2 separate regions of the Oryctolagus cuniculus genome follow, and region 1 is linked to region 2. A link is a contact called in public Hi-C data. All regions are on one chromosome and are shown on one strand. Each heading gives the region's core, a stretch centred on a gene start, on an enhancer-like site or on the middle of the called end of the contact. The rest is flanking DNA. Distances are from core to core; before and after follow the strand shown.

Region 1 (4,978 bases), core at 899-3,398, 1.3 Mb before region 2:
CACGAGCCTCTGCACACCTACACTGCTGTGTTTCCTACTGTTGGACTGCTGGCCCGAACTGGTCATAAAGGACTGGACACCAGGGGGAGGTCTTTCATGTTTCTCTAGCTTTGATTTCACACTCTTGGCTACTGATCATTTATGATAAACTAGAACCTTTCGAGGTGAGCAATGTCATGAGTACTGCCAAGGTTTGAAATGGCACTATACTGATGCATTTTAAAACTCAAGCATACACAATGTATGACTTCAAAAGTAGACCTTGAAGATAATTTACCCAAGATAGAGAAAGACAAAGGAAAAAGAAGAGTTCCCATGAAATTAATATAGGTGTAAGGAATTTAATTATATAGTTAAAGGAAGAAAGAAGGCAGGGAGGGTGTGTGAAGGGAAAACTATCAGAGGATATGCAAATGGAAAAACAGCATTCCTAATATAATTGCATGGTGGGGATGACTCTCTGTATCTTGCCTTTAGTTTTGAAGGGTACTTTTCTTCCTCAGGAAAGTGCTGTGTTCCACAACAACAGCATCTGAGATGGAAGAAATTTGAGTGCAACGTTACTGCTGGTAACAAGGGAGACAGCTCAGGCATAGCCCTCCGGGTACATGAAATGCTTGTTCTGTCCAGCAGAGGGCACTAGCAACCAGTGCACACCAATCCACACATTCTGGTATTTCCTGTGATGAATAACCATATTTTCAATATATCACAATAATAAGTACCAGTTCCTATATTTGTTGTTGTTGTTATCACAACATAACCTCTGCCCCAGTGAACATTTCCAATTCCTCAAAGAAAATACCAATATGCAGGTCAATGTACTTTCTCAGTGTCCAAAAAAGGTCTATTAAAATAAATCCCAGCTTTTTTCATATTTTTGAATAAAATGAACATCCTTGAATATTAGCACATGAATACTTGTGCTCATTAATTGGGACTCCAAAGCAGAAGGCTATTGGCTCTCAACACCTGTGCTCTATGGGTGACTGGCAGAGGTGCTTCAGAACATTGAACACCCATGGTCTTGCTGCCCTAATAGGACTTTCTACTGGGGTACTCAAGGTTGAACAAACCTTGATTTCACAAGCGCATTCCAAATATTTTAAATATCTATCTGTATATTTCAATTTTATTTCAGTAGCCATCATCTACATTTTCAAATAATTATGTTAATTTGGCAACCAGCTATGTATTGATTGAGCTCACCTTCTTGGAGAGTGACAAATATTTCAAAAACATTACCAATATATCATTTAAAAATTTAACTCAAGGAATTTGGTCCTTGTTATTTCTCTGTACCTGAATATGCAAAAAAATGGTGCAATGGAACTTTATATATCCTGTTTCTGAGTACACTCACCAACAAAATCTATCAATATCCCCAGATCATTCACAAGAATGGGTTCCTTGCAATATATTTATAAATTAACAACCTAAATGATTATTATTTAATGTAGGTTGTTTAAAAATGAGTTATGAGTATATTCTTATTGAAAAGAAAACATACAGGCGAATTCACATGAATTATTTATAACTGTTGTGTCTATAAAGACATGTGCTTAACCTCAGATCTTTGTCATTCTCTGTTTTTTTTTCCTAAGACCTAAACCTTATGAATACATGTGGTGATAGAAAAAAGCATGAATGTAAATTGTGTTTACTGAAATGACATATTTGACTATAAAATGATACCTTCTATGGTTTTCACTGAAACTCTAGAAGACAATACTGGCCAATCAATGAGAGTTTTGGACGTTGCTGGTATTTTCTTCTCCTTGGTTTATAGACAATGTCCATTTTGCTTTCTATCATAATCATGCCTGGGTTAGTGCAGAAAAAGTTGCATTCACGAATATGGTAAAATGATGTAGGAAGATTTATGCCATTTTGAATGGATTGTTTCAGGTTGCCTGAATTTTTAATACCCCATTCTTGTCACAGAGAAGAGAACTTTGTTATTTTTGGCTTTCATTAGAGTTCTCACTTCAGAGTTGGTTAGTATGGGTTTCTGCTTTCCAAGCTGACATCTCTTTTCTTTTTAGCATCTGTTACATAAACAGGGTGAATAGCTACAGGGTTCCAGGATTGTGAGTGAAACAGCTAACCTGCTAATTCCTCACTAGCCAGTGTAACTGACAGCACACAGCTCTCCTCTTCCCCGCTGTCTTAGCTCAGAAGGGACTCGCAGCACTGCCTTCCTGACACCAGGCAGGCACTGACACCACACAGATCTGAGGGAAGGAGGGCTGTTGGGAGGAGAGCAAAAGAAGGGGCTTTCGTGCTTTAGTGGTGTGAGAATGAAGACAATAATGGGAAGTTTTTTCTATAGTTTCCTTGCATATTTATCTCAATGATCTTCACACTGTCTTCCCACTTTCCTCTAAAATATTCTATAAATGGATTTGCATAATTTCTCTTTAACTTCAGGCAGAAGAGAAAAAAAACACAATAGATAGGAGACATTTTGTTTTCTATTCCATTCTTTGTGTTCAAGACAAGGGCTTGAACACACATACACACACACACACAGACACACACACAATATCTTGCACAATAAGAAGCCACAGGGTAGGGAAGCTCCAGGGTTTAAAGATGTCCTCAGGACTGAACACTAGCTGTCATCTTCAGGCCCTGATGTCCTCACAGTGCACTGAATTGCTCCTCGGCTTGTGTCTTCAGGCCGTAAGTTAGCTGCTGCAACTCCAGTCACATTGTCGACAGCACAGGGTGTGACACAGGCTCATAAAGACGGCAAAGATTAAATACAAGGAGTCTTCAAAAGGTTTATGGGAAGTGCATATTATGAACAAACCATGCGTGGAATTCAAATACACGTATCCTTAATTCTATTTTTCCCATGGACTTTTTGAAGTGCGCTCATAAGTCTGGTGTATCAGATCAAACTCTTTCACTTCTGAGTTCCAGTGCTGGTTTAATTTGTTCCAAAAATTTAAGGCATGCATGGAACATGGTGCATTGTTCTAAGTCCATTGCTTGACTCTGAAAGGTGTTTGGGTAAAGAGATGATAGCCTCCTCAGGCATCTATTTGTTTGTGTACACTTTTGTGCATAGTAGGTACTCAATCAGCATGACCTGATTTGATTTGAGGCTTAAAAATGAAATTAAAACAAACCTCCTTTGGCCATTTGGCTTTGTTCTCTGTCTGGCATTTCCTTGTGTTGAGTTTAATTGAATTTGAAGCAGACTCAAGTGTCCTGGTTCAGGACATTGTCAAGACCCAGATAGCCTTTCTGATCCATTTAACTTTGTGTATCAACAGAGATGGAGAAAAACCACGAATCTGTGGACTCATTCTGTTGTTTCAGGATCCTGGACTCACTGTAATCAATTAGCAAATTCATCCACATATTTTGATCGCCTCCAGTGGTGCCCCTTGTTGGCTGTTCCACAATAGGTAACACACACAGCTACTCATCAAGGTGCTTGTTTTGTTTTGGAAGAAAACATGTCAAATACATGTAAAGTGTACTCTGATGATTTTAAGGTGCTATGTGGGCAGGAACATAAAAACGTTCATGGAAAATGGAATTAAAAACAAGTCTATTTTGGTACAAACTTTAAAATTCATGCTTGGTTTTATACATGATTAGTTTTTTCATAATATGTATTTGCCATGAACGTTCTGAAGACCTCACATATGCATCAAATAAATAAGCTCACTGGGAGAGTGAATGCATAAACAGACATAGGATATAAGACAGCCCTTTGCAGGTGCACTGGTCTCACTGGTCTCAGAATAATGAGCCTGATAAAGAAACTTACTCAAATCTTATGAACATGGATTTTTTTCAGATTTCTGAAGCCAAGTTTGGAAATTGCCAGGATAGGAACTCAGTGTGCCACAGAAGTACTCCTAGGGCCTGGAAAATCAGAATAATATTTTGGGCTGTGAACCAAACAAGTGGGACGGTTATTCCAAGAGTCAGGCTAAGGGACAAAGAAGGATTTCTCAATTTACATAGATTTCACTACAAAGCAAAGTTTGAGGGATCTTGCCAAACAGAATAAGACAATATGTTTGCTGACTGTTCCCATCACAGAACCCCCAAGTCAGCCATCCCCTGTTGATGATTTATTTATACTAGATTTTATTTAAAACTAACTTCACTTGCCTTTATGTATTATCAGGAGTATAGACTCAGAGGACTTGATACCAGGAATTCTGTTTTGTTGCCGCTGCTTTGTGCAGAGCTCCTGAAACTTGGTTTCAGAATAGAGGGGTCAACTTGGAAGTCAGGCATACAGAGGTGATTTAACTCGGGAAGGGTAGAGAGGTGTCTAGGCAAGAACTTGGTATGGAGCTTGATTCTCTGCCACGCTTCTTTGAAGAGCAATGTCAGCCTCCAGGCTTCTCTCTGCTTTCCACAACTGATATTTAATTGTTCTATTTGAAGTCCCACTAACTCTACCAAAGGCAGACAATACCTTAATTTGAAGGATGTCTGTGTTTCTGAGATTTCAGGCACGAGTGGTGATTTTGACATACAGAGCTCTCTTCAAATCACACTTGTTAGCAGTCCCCTACTCTTGTGATACCTTGAAATCAGCAGAGGAGATAGTAACAATGATTAAGAAATAGGCACCAAGAAATGAGAAATAACAAGGGTATCATGAAGCTATTTGCACAGGAACCAAGAGCTGATTAAAAGAAAGAAACAAACAAATTTGTGGTCATTTGAAGCCTAAAGACACATTTAATAACACTTTTTAATTTCTTTAAGTTGCTGTCTTTTTCCCCACATGGAATAAATTTCTCAAATATAACATAAACCGCTAATATTGTGCTCTAGGCAGAACAAGCTTCTGTGAGCCAATGCAGGCTGGTTTCAGGGAAACTAACAATGTTATTGATTGTAGTCGGGCTTATTAGAATCAGTGTTACATGCCCTCTTCCTCTACCAGATTGTATTTGGACTTCATTATGAAACCTCATTACATTAAAAGGAGGCAGCA
Region 2 (4,861 bases), core at 226-2,725:
TAGATAACAATATAGTTTTTGGATCTTTCAATCCATATTTAGCTCGGAATTGAAATCTAGGAATAATCTGTTTATAGAAAATAAAGCCATTTCTATTTGAAAACAAATGGAAAAAATAATTATTTCTCCCCAGATACGTACCTTTTAATTGATCAAATGCATCCAAGAAATTCTGCCGGCAATTTAAACACTCTGTAGGTGTTGTTGCTGCTCTAAATTTGTCTGCAAGAGGAATTGTAAATGGTATTTACCTTTTAATTAAACAAAGCATCTTGCAAATTAAACACATGTTCTTGCACATCAAAATTTAGTTAACATCCTTTTCATTGTTCATCCTGCTGACACTCTGACAGCATCAAGAGTCCACACACAATATAGAAGCACACTGCTCCCCCTCCCCTGCACTTTGCATTCCGCAGAGTAGATGATATCACATGCTAGAGTACACTCTGTAACTGACTTCTAATAACTGAGCAGGTTTTCCCATTTAATATACCTAATATTGTGTAAAATATGGGACTGCATTGGTGTGTCCAGAACCTAGAAAGCTTTGGACACTGATCTGACATATGTCTTATAATCTTACACTGGAAATTTGACAGTGAGTGACAGAACACCTTAGAGGAATATAAGGAGCTGATAAAGGCAGAAGCACTGCACATGAATGCAGAGTCTGGTTTCTAATAGCTACATACTTTTTTACAGGCGTACCAGTAATTTGACATTTATAATTCACTGTGGAGCTGAATTTCTGTCATTTTCTTACTGTCAAGTTCTCCACATTTTGAAATAAATGTCCCTTCTAATTATTATATGAATTTGAACTCCAACATTCAATTTTCCCCCCTGTCCCTTATAATGGAGTACTACATTTGGCTGAAGTCTGATTTGCAAGATCATTTAGGAAATATGACCATTTCAAATGTATTCCCACAAACTATACATGGGAACCCTTTTCTTGATTGTACTCTGCCTCGCTTGTGAAAGTACAGTTTAAAGCCCATCCATCAGTACTATTTCTAAGAAAATAAGATTATTAATGGCAGAAAGAAACTGAGATAATTAGGATACAGTCTTAATGGAACAAAAGTCACAGAGAGGTTTCCCAATAAAGCAGAAATGTAGTTAATGACTGTCACTCAGTTGTACTGGTGCTCATTAATCTCTTTTATTTCTGTTTATTTATGGTTTGTATAATTGAGATAAAGTCATTTGCTTAGAACATTGCCAAAGGAGAAATGTTTCCTGTTTTGAAAAGATGCACCTCAGAATAATAGTTAAGTAAAATCCAGGGTGAGGTAAGGTATTTCTCAGTATTAGGGCACTTCTGAAATATTTCTTTGTAAAAATGAGGGATTATCTTTGCACTGTGAGTGTGTGGTTTTAAGGTTCAGGCAGCTATCATGTTGAAGAGATACTACTCATGTAAGGAATTGCTTTGAGGCACAGAGATGACTGGTATGGATATGGGTGTAGGAGAGGCAGAACAGCTGCTGTCATCAGAAAAAAGCTTCAACTCGAAAGAATAAAATGCCTCATTCTAGGAAGCATTAAAGAACCAGAATAAATTATAAAAGTGTACTTTTTTGCAAATGTGGTTTTGTTTAAAATAGGCATTTACCAGATTTTTGATGCAATGATAGGTGTTTGCTGATTAAAATAAGGTTTTACTCCTAAAATATAGAATGTCTGTTCTTGATTTCAAGGAAATGAACAGGATGTTAATAGTGAATGTGTTTTTTAAATAGGACTTAGAATGACAAAATTAATTTCCCTAGTTTTAAATAAGATCAAAGATTAGGGACTTTCATTAGTTACAAAGTTTAGAAAACATTATTTGCTTTTATAACAGCACAATTTCTGTCTCCTTGCTTAAATATTTCACAATTTAACTGGATACAATTTCCCAACTATAACGAAAATCTATGACATCCAACAAGTTTCAGAAATATTGATTGGAACTTTCACTCATGTGTAAAATGTGCCTGAACTATAAACGTAAGATTTTCCATCTTAAAAAAAAGGACTCAAAAGTTTGAAATTGATCCTTGTGCCACTAGATTTTCACCAGACTTGCTTATGTAAGATAAAGCGTTGGTTTAACCCTTCATGGGACCGTCTTATGTGTAATAATTTTTCCAAGTGATATATGACTCCTTCTAGAGTAATTTTAATATTATATTTACATAATGTGCTCCTAAGATATTTTATATATTGGTTTCCAAAAAGGTAAACAGAATATTTTATGAAATAAGCCTGGAACTCAATCCTGGTCTCCCACATGGGTGGCAGGGAGCCCAAGGACTTGAGCCATCTTCTGCTGCCTCCCGGGATACATATTAGCAGGAAGCTGTTTCAGGAGTGGAGTGGCCGGGAATCAAATCAGGCATTCTGATGAAGGATGGGGGGTGTTCCAAATGGTGACTTCAATGCTGTACCAAATGCCTGCCCCATCCATTCATTCATTTTAGAGTATAAAGGAATGTGCAGAATGTCCTAGGAATCATATGGTTCAAGAAAGACAGTTGGAAGCCCTGCAAATACAACCCCAAAATATGTTTTCTATTTTATCTCAACAAATGGAATTTGGATACCCTTTAGCTGGGGCATAGGGTGCCCAGTACAGCAAAGTCCCGTCCCTCACCGCATGCACTATACTCACTGTTGTTTCACACATTCTCCACACTGGTCCTCAAATAATTCTGAATTTTTGACTATGTTGGATAAGTTGGATTCCTCCCTCCTCCAAAGTCAACACCTAGGACAGTGCTTTGTGCACAGAAAGCTCAATAAATAGTTATTGAATGAATGAATGAGGCAGAAACTATAACTCAAATGTCCCTAATCATGATCCAGGGTTTGTTACATTTTGCCAGTTAATCCTCAGGAAAAATGGGAGGACATTTGCACTTTTCTGTGCAGGAAATTTGACTCACTCTTGCAGTACATGATTTTTCTTTTTCTGCCTAAATCAAATGAGGCCTAAACTAAAAGCAATTCAGCCAAAGGAGATTTATTCAAAGGTTGGTTTCAAATTGAAATCATGTAAACAAAACAACTAAATGTACAATACTTTCCAGAAGACCTAGAAAATCACATTTGCTGCCAATAAAGTCATGATTATTGATGTAGTACACCGTCTTCATCCCTGTGAGTGGAAAGGGACCAAGAAGCATAGGACAAAGTGGATATCCTGGCCAGGCTTGTCGAGAATATTTCAGGAGCTTGCAGAAACCTTTGGGCTGAGCTGATTTTATATCTAAGTACTCAGATGGAAAAACATCAGTAACTGAGCTATTTATCAGTCTCTATGATTAATCCATGTGATACCATTTCTGGCTATTTAGAAAACACTTGATTCCTTTGTTCAGCATTCACTTGTATATTAAGTGTGGTCTGTCTTTGGGCTGATTCTTCTATCGACGTTATAGCGTGCCAGCCATTTGACTGCTCTAGAGGATGTTGGGGTGCCCCGTAAGGATAAATGTGTAAAGCAAAAGTTCATTGCAAGCGTATTGCAAATGTCACCTTGCCTGCTAAGCTAGTTCCGTTACTGTTCTTGAGCATCCTCTGGAATGCTTGAAGCACTGTCTCCTCTGTAATATAAGGCACTGCACTTGTTCCTCTGATATAAGGGCATATTTTAGACCTCATTTTTAAAAATTATTTATTTATTTGAAAGTTAGAGTTACACATAGAAAAAGAAGGAGAGGTTGAAAGACAGAGAGAGAGAGAGAGAGAGAGGTCTTCCATCCACTGGTTCACTCCTCAGTTGACTGTCACGCAGAGCTGGAGCTGCACCAATCTGAAGCCAGGAGCCAGGAGCTAGGAGCTTCTTCCTGGCCTCCCACAGTGGTGCAGGGGCCCAAGGACTTGAGCCATCTTCCACTGCTTTCCCAGGCCATAGCAGAGAGCTGGATTGGAAGTGGAGCAGCTGGGACTTGAACCAGCGCCCATATGGGATGCCACAACTTAAGGCGGCGGCTTTACCTGCTATGCCACAACACTGTCCCCCCTTTTTTAGATTTTTTAAAATGTATTTACTTGATAGGTAGAATTACAGACAGAGAGAGGGAGAGGCAGAGAGAGGTCTTCCATTTGCTGGTTCACTCCCCAAATAGCTGCAATGGCCAGAGCTGGGCCAATCTGAAGGCAGGAGCCAGGAGCTTCTTCCAGGTCTTTCATGCAGGTGCAGGGGCCCAAGCACCTGGGCCGCCCTCTACTGCTTTCCCAGACCATAGCAGAGAGCTAGATTGGAAGAGGAACAGCTAGGACATGAACTAGTGCCCATATGGGATGCAGGCGCTGCCCATGGAGGCTTAGCCTACCATGCCACAGTGCCGGCCGACTTGACCTTACCTGTTTTATAGCTGTAAGTGTCTGCTGTATTGTCTGCATTGTAGACGTTAGGTGCATGCTTCTGTTACTTACATTTAGCTGTTAGGTACATTTGAAAAATGAATATATATTTTATTCATTTTTGATTTTTTTAAAAAAAGATCTACTGGGGCTGGCGCTGTGGCACACTAGGTTAATCCCCCCGCCTGCGGTGCCGGCATCCCATATATAGGTACCGATTCTAGTCCCGGTTGCTCCTCCTCCTTTAATCCAGCTCTCTGCTGTGGCCTCTGATAGCAGTGGAAGATGGCCCAAGTCCTTGGGCCCCTGCACCTGTGTGGGAGACCTGGAGGAGGCTCCTGGCTCCTGGCTTCGGATCAGTGCAGCTCCGGCCATTGCTGCCATTTGGGGAGTGAACCAGCAGAGGACCTTTCTCTCTACTCTCTCTCTCACCATCTGAAACTCTACCTGTCAAATAATAAAATCTTAAAAAAAAAAATCCATTAATTTGAAAGGCGGAGTT

The links. Hi-C and Micro-C count contacts between places; a contact is called where the count stands out from the background.
Region 1: a Hi-C map of liver shows a contact between it and region 2, with 8 times the contacts expected there. The contact joins two enhancer-like sites. A contact is called at or near these places in 3 of 6 Hi-C or Micro-C datasets (ear pinna, liver and an unstated tissue).

The regions. Positions count from the first base shown.
Region 1 is chr7:73,725,076-73,730,053 of mOryCun1.1, reverse strand. The region is part of intron 1 of LOC138850408 (a long non-coding RNA gene); the gene reads left to right. Among named protein-coding and RNA genes, the nearest start is that of PTBP2, 230 kb to the left of the region's middle. Within about 2 kb of position 2,148, at least 2 of the 8 cell types and tissues checked have an H3K27ac peak or open chromatin away from gene starts, as enhancers often do.
Region 2 is chr7:72,435,260-72,440,120 of mOryCun1.1, reverse strand. No RefSeq gene overlaps it. Among named protein-coding and RNA genes, the nearest start is that of MIR137, 15 kb to the left of the region's middle. Within about 2 kb of position 1,475, at least 2 of the 8 cell types and tissues checked have an H3K27ac peak or open chromatin away from gene starts, as enhancers often do.